Regions from separate parts of the Hordeum vulgare genome. Here region 2 is linked to region 1. Evidence: chromatin contacts called from public Hi-C data. All regions are on one chromosome and are shown on one strand. Each heading gives the region's core, a stretch centred on a gene start, on an enhancer-like site or on the middle of the called end of the contact. The rest is flanking DNA. Distances are from core to core; before and after follow the strand shown. Region 1 holds the start of LOC123443997 (cytosolic isocitrate dehydrogenase [NADP]). Region 2 holds the start of LOC123443998 (histone-lysine N-methyltransferase ATX4-like).

The links. A called contact is a pair of places that touch in the nucleus more often than the background predicts.
Region 2: a Hi-C map of seedling shows a contact between it and region 1, with 3 times the contacts expected there. The contact joins the promoter of LOC123443998 here to the promoter of LOC123443997 in region 1. A contact is called at or near these places in 4 of 6 Hi-C or Micro-C datasets (leaf and seedling) and 1 of 1 datasets of contacts at active chromatin or transcription factors (embryo).

Annotation. Positions count from the first base shown.
Region 1 is chr3H:404,454,628-404,459,364 of MorexV3_pseudomolecules_assembly, reverse strand. LOC123443997 (cytosolic isocitrate dehydrogenase [NADP]) reads left to right here and starts at 2,771. Exons shown (of 15, transcript XM_045120591.1): 1 at 2,771-2,923; 2 at 3,486-3,529; 3 at 3,637-3,746; 4 at 4,113-4,150; 5 at 4,262-4,339; 6 at 4,552-4,605; 7 at 4,702-4,737. The coding sequence starts at 2,875.
Region 2 is chr3H:404,798,535-404,803,271 of MorexV3_pseudomolecules_assembly, reverse strand. LOC123443998 (histone-lysine N-methyltransferase ATX4-like) reads right to left here and starts at 2,141. Exons shown (of 23, transcript XM_045120592.1): 1 at 479-2,141; 2 at 297-352; 3 at 1-130. The coding sequence starts at 1,303.

The DNA.
Region 1 (4,737 bases), core at 1,522-4,021:
TGTGCTGATCAACTTTCATGTTCAAAATATTTTCATCTGCCTTACAGTTTAATTAATATTAATTTTTAAAGTTTTATTAATATTCTGTAAATTAAGGGAGGTTAAATTAAATCAATAAATACAATTATGACATTGACATGAGGTCATGTTGACATCAGCAGTCAACAGTCCTATTGACCGGTCAAACGGCCAGTTGGCCCCACATGCCATTGACACCATTTTAATTATGTTTAATAATTAATTAAACAAGTTAATTAATAGGGTGGGACCCTTCTGTCATTCACTGATTAAATTAACTAATTAACCTGATTAACTAAATAAGTTAATTAATTAACATAGTGATTAATTATTCCAATTATCCTTAATTACTTTAATTAACTAATTACTTAATTAAATTAAATTAATTAATTAGTTACTAATTTATTCTTTTTTATTTCCCTTATATATTATTATATATTTTTTCTAAACGTTCTGAGGGCCATCAGGCCCCCGTGTCATCCTGTGTAAGGGGGCAAAAAGCCACAAAATTTACTAACACACAGAGGGAGTTTAGTGGGTGATCAATCCCCACCAGATCGTGTTAGCGGGGGGGAGGGGGGAGGGGGTTGTTCGAGCCGCGAAGGCAACGGTGGCCGGCGGTAGTGGCCAAGCGGACGAAAGCTTTTCTACGATTATATGTCTATTATGTACAGGATATATACGCGGACATGAGTCAGCCGATCAACATTTACCCGCCCAGGAAACCACGCCCCCTTATTCGAACCTTCAATTTCATATGAGAACATGCATCGTAGTTTCACGTACTTTATACATGGATACTCCCTCCGTTCCTAAATATAAGTCTTTAAAGATGTTTCATTAGGAGACTACATACGGATGTATATATACATACTTTAGAGTGTAAATTCACTCATTTTGCTTCGTATGTAGACTATTAATAAAATATCTTAAAAGACTTATATTTAGGAACGGAGGGAGTAGATAAGAAGGAGCTACGAACTACAAAAGGAAATTCCGAACTGAACCAACAACTCCCCTACTGCTTGTCCGAGAGAGCTTCATGAACCTTTTGTTAGAGTCGCGGACCTCTTTTGTCGTTGGTGGCGGGGCGGATAGAGGGCATATCCACATCGTTGGGGTCCTATATAAGAGTTGCTCCCACTTGACGTAAGAGAGACGGATCTTGCGGTGATATGTTGTTATCATATGTTCGGACTAGAGGGACTCTAGTATGTCATAGTTCTTCGTGAAGAGGGTGGGGTCGATGACGAGCTCGGTAAGGGCGACATGCCGACACCATATCATGAACGCGGGTGGGCAAACTAATGAGCTCCGTGACATAGAGCTAGGTTTTTATGGGTTCACACCATGAGTTCGATATGACGAACACATATGAACGATCCTAGAATTTAGGTTGAGTTTGAAGAATGATGGACAACCCATACATTTGGCTGAAAATCGAGAAACCGTTTTTTGTCTGGGTCCTGTCCGGCCTCTACATCGGACAAAGGGGGTTCAACTAAAAATGTTGTGAGCCACAAACCCACCAAACCTAAAGCTCCAAGATAACCGTAGCAAAACTTAGATTTCTTTTTTTGTACCGCAAGAGCCCATGGACGTTTATTTGGAAGCATGCCATTTACGATCATTTTTTATGTCAATTCTTCAAAAACGCATGATAATGTTGTCAGAAATGCATGACAAACTTGCAAACAAATGGATTTGGGTGTGAAATCTTCTGTGTTTGCTCAAAGGAATTGCCATGTTTTAGCAGCCATGAAGAATGTTCGCAAACCCATACCTAATGAATGTTCGTTGAATATTATTAGATTTTTCTTACTTGTTGTCCAAAAAATTCAGACTCATTGAGTTACGGTAAAAAGCCGAAACTATTTGTACGGACGATGCATGTATGCATGACAACTATGGACAATCCAATCACGTGCTGCACTTTGATACACACTGATTCATATATGCTGTCGTGCATGAATCATGTACACAATGTCACGTACTTCTTCTCTTCTTAAATATAAGCATTTTTAAAGATTTCACTACCGACTATGTATAGAGTAAAATAAATAAATTCATATTCTAAAATATGTTTATATACATTTATATATAGTTCATATTATAATTTTTAAAATTACTTATATTTAGAAACGGATTGATTATATAGCAGTGCTAAAAAAATAATAAAAAAACGCGTAAATCAATCTGTGATTGAATGGTTCGAAAAATAGTGATATCTTTTGCCCGTCAGAGTTCAAGTCATAGGGCTTGACACATATGCTTATATTTTTCTGGATTTATTTCATGCCTTCCAAGATGTGCTTAGTGAAAGGTGATGTTTTTGTATGAAGGTGTCTGAGATGATTTCGTCAATTTTAAAATGATGTATCGATAAGGCCTTTCAAAAAATGCTCCTAGGATAGAATATACGTGCATACGTGCGTTCATACAAATAAATGTATGTACGTATATCTGAGTATTTTTAAAATAATATCAATAATAATAAAATAAATAAAAAAGTCGGACTCTTCGAACACTTGCAAGCCAAAAACTCCTTGGCCACGGAGGTCCCAAAGTCCCAACACCCGCACGCAGCATCCAAAGTCCAAATACCCCACCCCCGCCCCCACGCGCAGTCTGATCCGATCCCATCGGCCACTGACGCAGATTTAAATGTTTTTTCTAAAATATACCTACCGCAAACGGGCCCTACTCGCCCCCTCCGGCCTGGTCTTTAAATGCGCTGGCAAAGCTGCTCACTCCGTTCTCTCTCCTCTCCGTGCCACCACAGCCGCCGCCTCCCCACCAACCTGCCCCTCCCCGCTCCCGACATCCGAGGCAGGCAGCGCCTCCGCCGCGACCGCCATGGCGTTCGAGAAGATCAAGGTCGCCAACCCCATCGTCGAGATGGACGGTCAGATCCCTCTCCCGCTCCCCTCCCCGGCAGATCTATCTCCGCCGTTCGCTTGCCGATACAAACGATACATGTGCTGAATTTTGTATTCTGGCCGGGGTGATGACGGGGGATCTGAGAGATCTACCCGTCGTCCTGCTCCTCCTTTTTTTAAATCTCTGATAGCTCTTGGGCTCAGGTGTCTCTGATCTACCTCCGCAGTTGGATTGCCGCCGTGGTGTCAGAGATCGGAATTAGAACGTACAGTACATGGCGAGATAATTGCGCATGCATGACACCTTGGGTACGATCATGATTGTATATTTACAGTGGGAAGGTGCAGGGTGGGCCGTACTCTGCCGGTGAAATAGTTCTGGCTGACGTATAACTACTGGATCTCGTTTTTGAAATCTATTTTCAGAAACGGAAACCTTGAGTGTTTTTCGCGCTTTGGGTCCAATCGTAGCCAGTGCTTCATGTCTGCAACGCATGTTGCATCTGAGTTTTTTTTTCCGTCTTATGTAATCAAATTGATTTGTTGGTCCACTGTCGTGCTGATGTCTTGTTTTTTTATTACCTATAGGTGATGAGATGACCAGAGTATTCTGGCAGTCTATCAAGGACAAGGTAATCAATAAGCAACAACTCTAACAAATCTGATCCGCTTGGGCCATTGTGTGTGTGTGGTTCTTGTTTTCCATATGCTGTCAGCCTGATTCTTTCGTTTGTTTCAGCTTATCTTCCCATTTTTGGACTTGGACATCAAATACTTTGACTTGGGAGTTCTGCACCGCGATGCAACTGATGACAAGGTTACAGTGGAGGCTGCAGAGGCTACTCTCAAGTAAGAAGTTTTTAATAGTTTGAGTTTGTGCTGATATTATGCTTGGGTTCAAGGAAAAATATGATTGCTGTGATCACACCATTTCAAGCGATTTATGTAGCCTGCAATTTGTTACTTGAACCCATTAATTATCCTGTTGTGGTATATTTCCTTCCGAATATTGAATACTATGATTGATGTTCTTGATTATTCAAATATTGTTAACAGTGAGGGAGATATCTTTTCATTAATCTTGTTGATTAGTTATATCATTTGCATATCTTTGAAACTAGGTGCTTTGTCAGAAGGATTTGACCATATATAACTTTAGCACATTCTTAGGACTTTGTTGTTTTATAGTGCTTGCTCTAATCCGATGTTATTCAGGTACAATGTGGCTATTAAGTGTGCAACTATTACTCCAGGTATATTTTACTCAGCTTATGCAACTCAATTATTTGTTCTTCGTATTTTTGAAGCACCAGCACTTTTTGATGATATTTTCTCTCTAATATCTTGTTACTTCACCATGACAGATGAAGATCGGGTTAAGGAGTTCAACCTAAAACAAATGTGGAGGAGCCCAAATGGCACAATTAGGAACATTATAAACGGTAAGCTCCTGGTGTATTTTTCAATATAATGTACTCCCTCCGTCCCAAAATAAGTGACTAAAAAGTGACTCTACTTTATACTAAAGTTAGTACAAAACTGAGCTATTTTTGAGTCACTTATTTAGGGACAGAGGGAGTACATATTAGGTTTCCGCTTAGAAAATGGATGTGGTTAGGTTGTTGACATTTCTCTTTACGCTTGTTACCTTCAGGCACCGTGTTCAGAGAGCCAATTATATGCAAGAATGTCCCAAAGCTTGTTCCAGGTAAGTAGGATTAAAACTACTACATACTTTTTTTCGTGCAAACACACATTTTGAAATGCAAAATTCCCCTGCTAAACTGTTTCTTGGTATAATCAGGATGGACTAAGCCCATCTGCATTGGAAGGCATGCTT
Region 2 (4,737 bases), core at 892-3,391, 340 kb before region 1:
AACAGGCTGCCCTGCTGTGCTGTCATCCATCGGCACTTCGGAGAACCCCTGATCGGCCAAAAAGGCCTCTTCTAGTGCCCTCTGGAAATCACCAGGTTTGAGATTGCTCACATCTGTCTGCCCTTGAAATCTGAAATGGAAATACAGATATTTCTTAGCACATGCGTGGGTGCTATTCTATAGCTCGGCACAATTACTTCTACTTCTAGCCAATAGAAAGGACTTCCTGATATGCTTTCGCAGCACTTTAAATGCAATAATTAATACGTTATTTTTAGTGAATTACAAGTACTTACTGGTCAATGTAGTCCACAAAAGGAAAAATCCCTCCTTGCCTCACCCAGACATACTTCTGCAAGACACAGGCGTCATCAAATGATCATTGAGCAAAAAAAAAAGAAAAAAAAAACTCGAAAGCAAAAGAGGAAGTAGCACCAATTCAAGTCAGCCAGCCCTAACAAAACAGTAGTTAACGTACCTTCTCGTCACCGAACTCTGCACGCCAGCCAAACAGCATCACACAAAGCACAGCGCCTCCACGCGGCTGGGGCGGCATTGCATCGGCAGCGGCCTGCCGAGCTGGGTCGACGACAACTCCTGGCCACGCTGGCTGCCGCTTGCCGAGCCGTGCCCACACAATGTCGCCATACAAAAACTGTGTGCTCCAATGAAGGTCCTCCTTGTGTGCCTGCCGGTCCTCTTCTTCCTCTTCATCTTCGTCATCCATCAACTCGTTTCTATGGTAACGGCTGTACGGTTCATCGTGCAAGGAGGTGAGCGTGCTGAGGGACATGGAGTACTTCCTGGAGGCAACAAAATTCTGGCACACTCGGTAACGCTGTGCCTCCTCGTCGTCGTCCACCTCTGACAATGCGCAAGTCCTATCCAAGATTGCACCTTTACGGCAGAGCGGCTTGGTTTTGGGAACGAGCTGCTCGACCTTGGGCGGCGCAGGTGGCTTAGCCGGCTTCTCCTTCTTCCAGGGGTCGATGAGCACCGAGTCATTGAACCGCGAGGGCAGCACCTGGGCACGGCCGCGCGACGTCCGGACAACAGGCGGGCGCGTGGCGGCGGGCGGCGGCTCAGCACAGGCAGGCGATGCAACCTCGGGCTCCTCGCACCAGCGGAACCCGGCGGCGGCGTAAGGGATGCCGGAGGCCGGCACGTGGCCGAGCAGCTCGACGGGGAAGAAGTCGTCACCCCTCTGCCTCTTTGGACGGCGCTCGCCGGCGCCGCCCTCGGCCTCGGCATTGCAGCGCTTGAGGCTGAGGATCTCCGGGCGCTGGGTCCGCTTGAAGATCATCCCACGCGAACCCTTTCCCCCCGCCCGAATTCACCGGCCCGGCGGCGAGATCACGGCGAATTCGGGGAGGGTTCCCCTGCAAACCCTAGCCCCGCCCTCGCCGCGGCGAACTGGAGAGGAGGGGAATTCGTCCCCCGCCTCTCCCCACGAGCCGTCGCCGAGACGGCGGGGGGAAGGGGGAGCAAAGAAGAAATCTTGGACGGAGATGCGGCCGGAGAGAGAGAGAAATCGGGATTGGGGGGATTGGGATTTTTTTCCTCTTTGTTTTTGGGTTCGGCTTGGGAAGGTGGCTGTTCTTTGTGTGTTCTAATGGGGCTCCGGAAGAAGAAGTCGTACGAGAAACGAGCGCGACGGACCCGGTTGTAAAAACGATCCTGGCCCTGATTTTTCTCTTCTCGTGGGATTGGGTTGGTTTCGTCTTTCGTGCGGGAGGAGGAGGAGGATGGCGGTCGTGGATGGGATGGGTGGTTACATGGATGGAAGTCGTCGTCGTCTTCGTCGTGGGTGCAGGTGGAGTTGCCGTCCTCTCGACTCGCTGTTGGATTTTGCTGCTGGTGTGGTGGTGACGGTGCGCCTCCATGGAGACGGACGGAGGAGGCCAGTTGGAGTTGGCGTTCTGGCGTCGTGGTACGAGCAGCATTTTTCTCGCCCGCCCGGAATTTCGTTTCGATTCGTGTGGGTTTGTTTGGGCTTCCAATCCGGAATTCGGTCCGGGCTTGCGAGTTGTGTTTCTTTTGGGTTTGAGTTTGGGTTTGGAGGAGATGGCTTTCGACATGGACGGGAGGAGAGAGAGAGAGATGATCAAGGTGGCCATGAACGAGTTTTGTGCAGTGTGGGCAGGGGAGCTATAGCCAGGGCGACGTCACGACGAGCAGGTAGGTAGGCGCTGTACCTGTCCTGATGATTCATCGCCCCTCCCGGGCGGAGAGACGGGTTGATCCAGATGCGACCGTCTCGATGGAAAGATCGATGGTTGATGGGCGATTTCGGCGCCCCGACGGAACGAAGAAATTTCCGGGTTTTTTATTTTTGTTCTTGTTCTTGTTTCGAGCTCGATCTCGTGCAGCTCGGCCCTGGCAGTGAGCGGTGCTTGATGATCTGGTCTAGGTGGAGCTTCCGGTGGGATTTCTCGTTCCTGCGAGTTTCCATGTCGGCCTTGTTGTGCGAATCGCGAACCAAAAATGGTGCACGGGCCAAGTGAGGAGAGCGCACGCTGGCAGCGGGCAGCATCACCGGCGGGCGTTGATCCAAGGATCGATAGATGGACGATCGGTCGGACTTCTTTTTCTCTTTTGATGAATTGAAATATAAATCTATCTGATTGGAGTCGTGGTCGCCGTGCTCGAATCCACGGTCGCGAAGGCGTGCAGCTTTGGCCGTGGCCGGCCCGGCCGGATGACACTTCCGCCGTACATTCGTGTCGCCTTGGCCCCGACTGCGGGTGCTTCCGCGGCCACGATTCGCCGGAGTTGGAGGGAATAGGAGGCACGGCACGGGCACGGGCACGGGCTTGTTTGCTGGATTCTCTCTCGGTGGCCCGGTCAGATTCCTGTAGTCGTACCGTCGGAGTTGGCTCTTCCATGGCCATGGCCATCGGAGCAAAGAGCATGGGCGGCGTGTGTGGCACTGCCTTCATGTTGTGTGTCAAATTACAAGGAATGTCCATGGCCATGAGTGAAGCTGCTCCAGCCTCCGGACAACGCTACGACACAAGAATTAATTTTGGAGTAAAAAGGATTGTTGGTTCCACTGCGTGCAGCCTTTCTCGTCCTTTTTCTAAAAGGGCTTTTCTCGCCCTAGTTTGCTTCTTCTTGTTTTTTTTATTCATTCAAGAAATTCTCCTCGTCGAGATTGTAAAGAACAGTACTCTCCGCCGGCACACCGGCCCAATCTTTTCGGCCGGTCATCGCACGGTCGTTCGACTAGCGCATCCTGGACCGTTTAGATCTTATCCCCCGAACCATGTTTTCCTCCTTGCGCCTCCCCTATCCCTCGCATCACAGCTGCGAGCTTGGCGCGGCGCTCGCTCCTCCCCGCCGCCCAAGCACACACCACCCCCCTCGCCTCACCTCCTCATCCACTCTCACCGCTGATCGTCCCTAGTTTCCACCCTCGTCTTCGGTCACCGACGAGCTCCATGCCTGCAGCACCCCGATGCTCGTCGTCGCTCACGCCTCATGCCACAGCTCGTCCGTCACATGTCATGCCTCACCCCCGGTGCTCATCGTCACTCACGCCTCATGCCATAGCTTGTTACATCTCGGTCGCCTGTTGCAGCAAAAACGAGCGCTCGTTCCAGCAAAATTGAGTAGCGGATCCAACAAAAACCATCTTCGCCGCCGAGCCGCGATGTCGGTTGCAGCTTGCATTGCCACCGGTTGTAGCAATTCGAAGAACCGGTTGTAGTAAATTTTGACACCAGTTGTATCAGAAAGCTGGTTGAAGCTTTTTTCACCACTAGTTAAATGCCCGTGCATTGCTACGGGGCAACAAATTTATGTATAGCGACATGGATAAGAATGTCACTGCCATTTCCGAACATGTGATTACGAATGCATCCAGACAAATACCGCCTTAAACTTGTACTTGCAATCACCTCATGCAAGTCAAGTTTATTTCCTTGGTGAACATATAAACATCATGCACATATAAACTGAAACAAAAATGCATATGTGCAAAAGATCATCATATAGTTTTTCATAACATAATGATTCCTCTCCAACTTGAAATATGCTTTGACATCATATGAAAGCAAAAGCAGAAAAATAGCTAATTATCACTTATTAATCTATACATTTCTTAGCAACCTACTTGACATTACGCATTTGTGATTGGACGAACCCGGATTCTAACCCGCGCTCCCGTCGCCCCCCCGAGGCGACGGAGCGCCACCACCCCATCACCCTGTCTCAGACCCTCCTCTTCCTCCCTCCCCCTTAGCCACCGCCGGCAAAGGCCGCCTGCGTAGCCCGGGGGGCGCCGGCGGCAGCGGACGTTCCTTCCCCCCGCACACTCGGAGGTGGAGTTGTGGCTCCTTTCTGCCTGATGGGTGTGCCGCTCGGCTGGCGGCAGTGTAGCTTGGCGGCGTGGTGCCTTGGGCCTTGACGCGATGGCGTGATCCTTTGTTGCGGGGCAACATCGTGTGCTGTTGGCCGGTGGCGCCCGCTCGACCTAGATCTAGGCCCTTTCATGCCTCATCTGGACTGGGGCGGGCAAGCGTTTCAGGGCACAGCACCACGGCTCCCTGGTTGGAGGCGAGGTGTATGTGGCTACAGATGGTGATGGCTCCGGAGGTCGACGTGCTGCAGCGTGGCTGCAAATGGCGGGCCGAAGGAGGCCTCTCGTAGGTCCCTACCTGTAACGACCAAGATGCGGTCCTTTCCGATCTCGGGGTCGAGGCCCCGAATAGGAAAGAAACGCATCTAAGCGTTTCG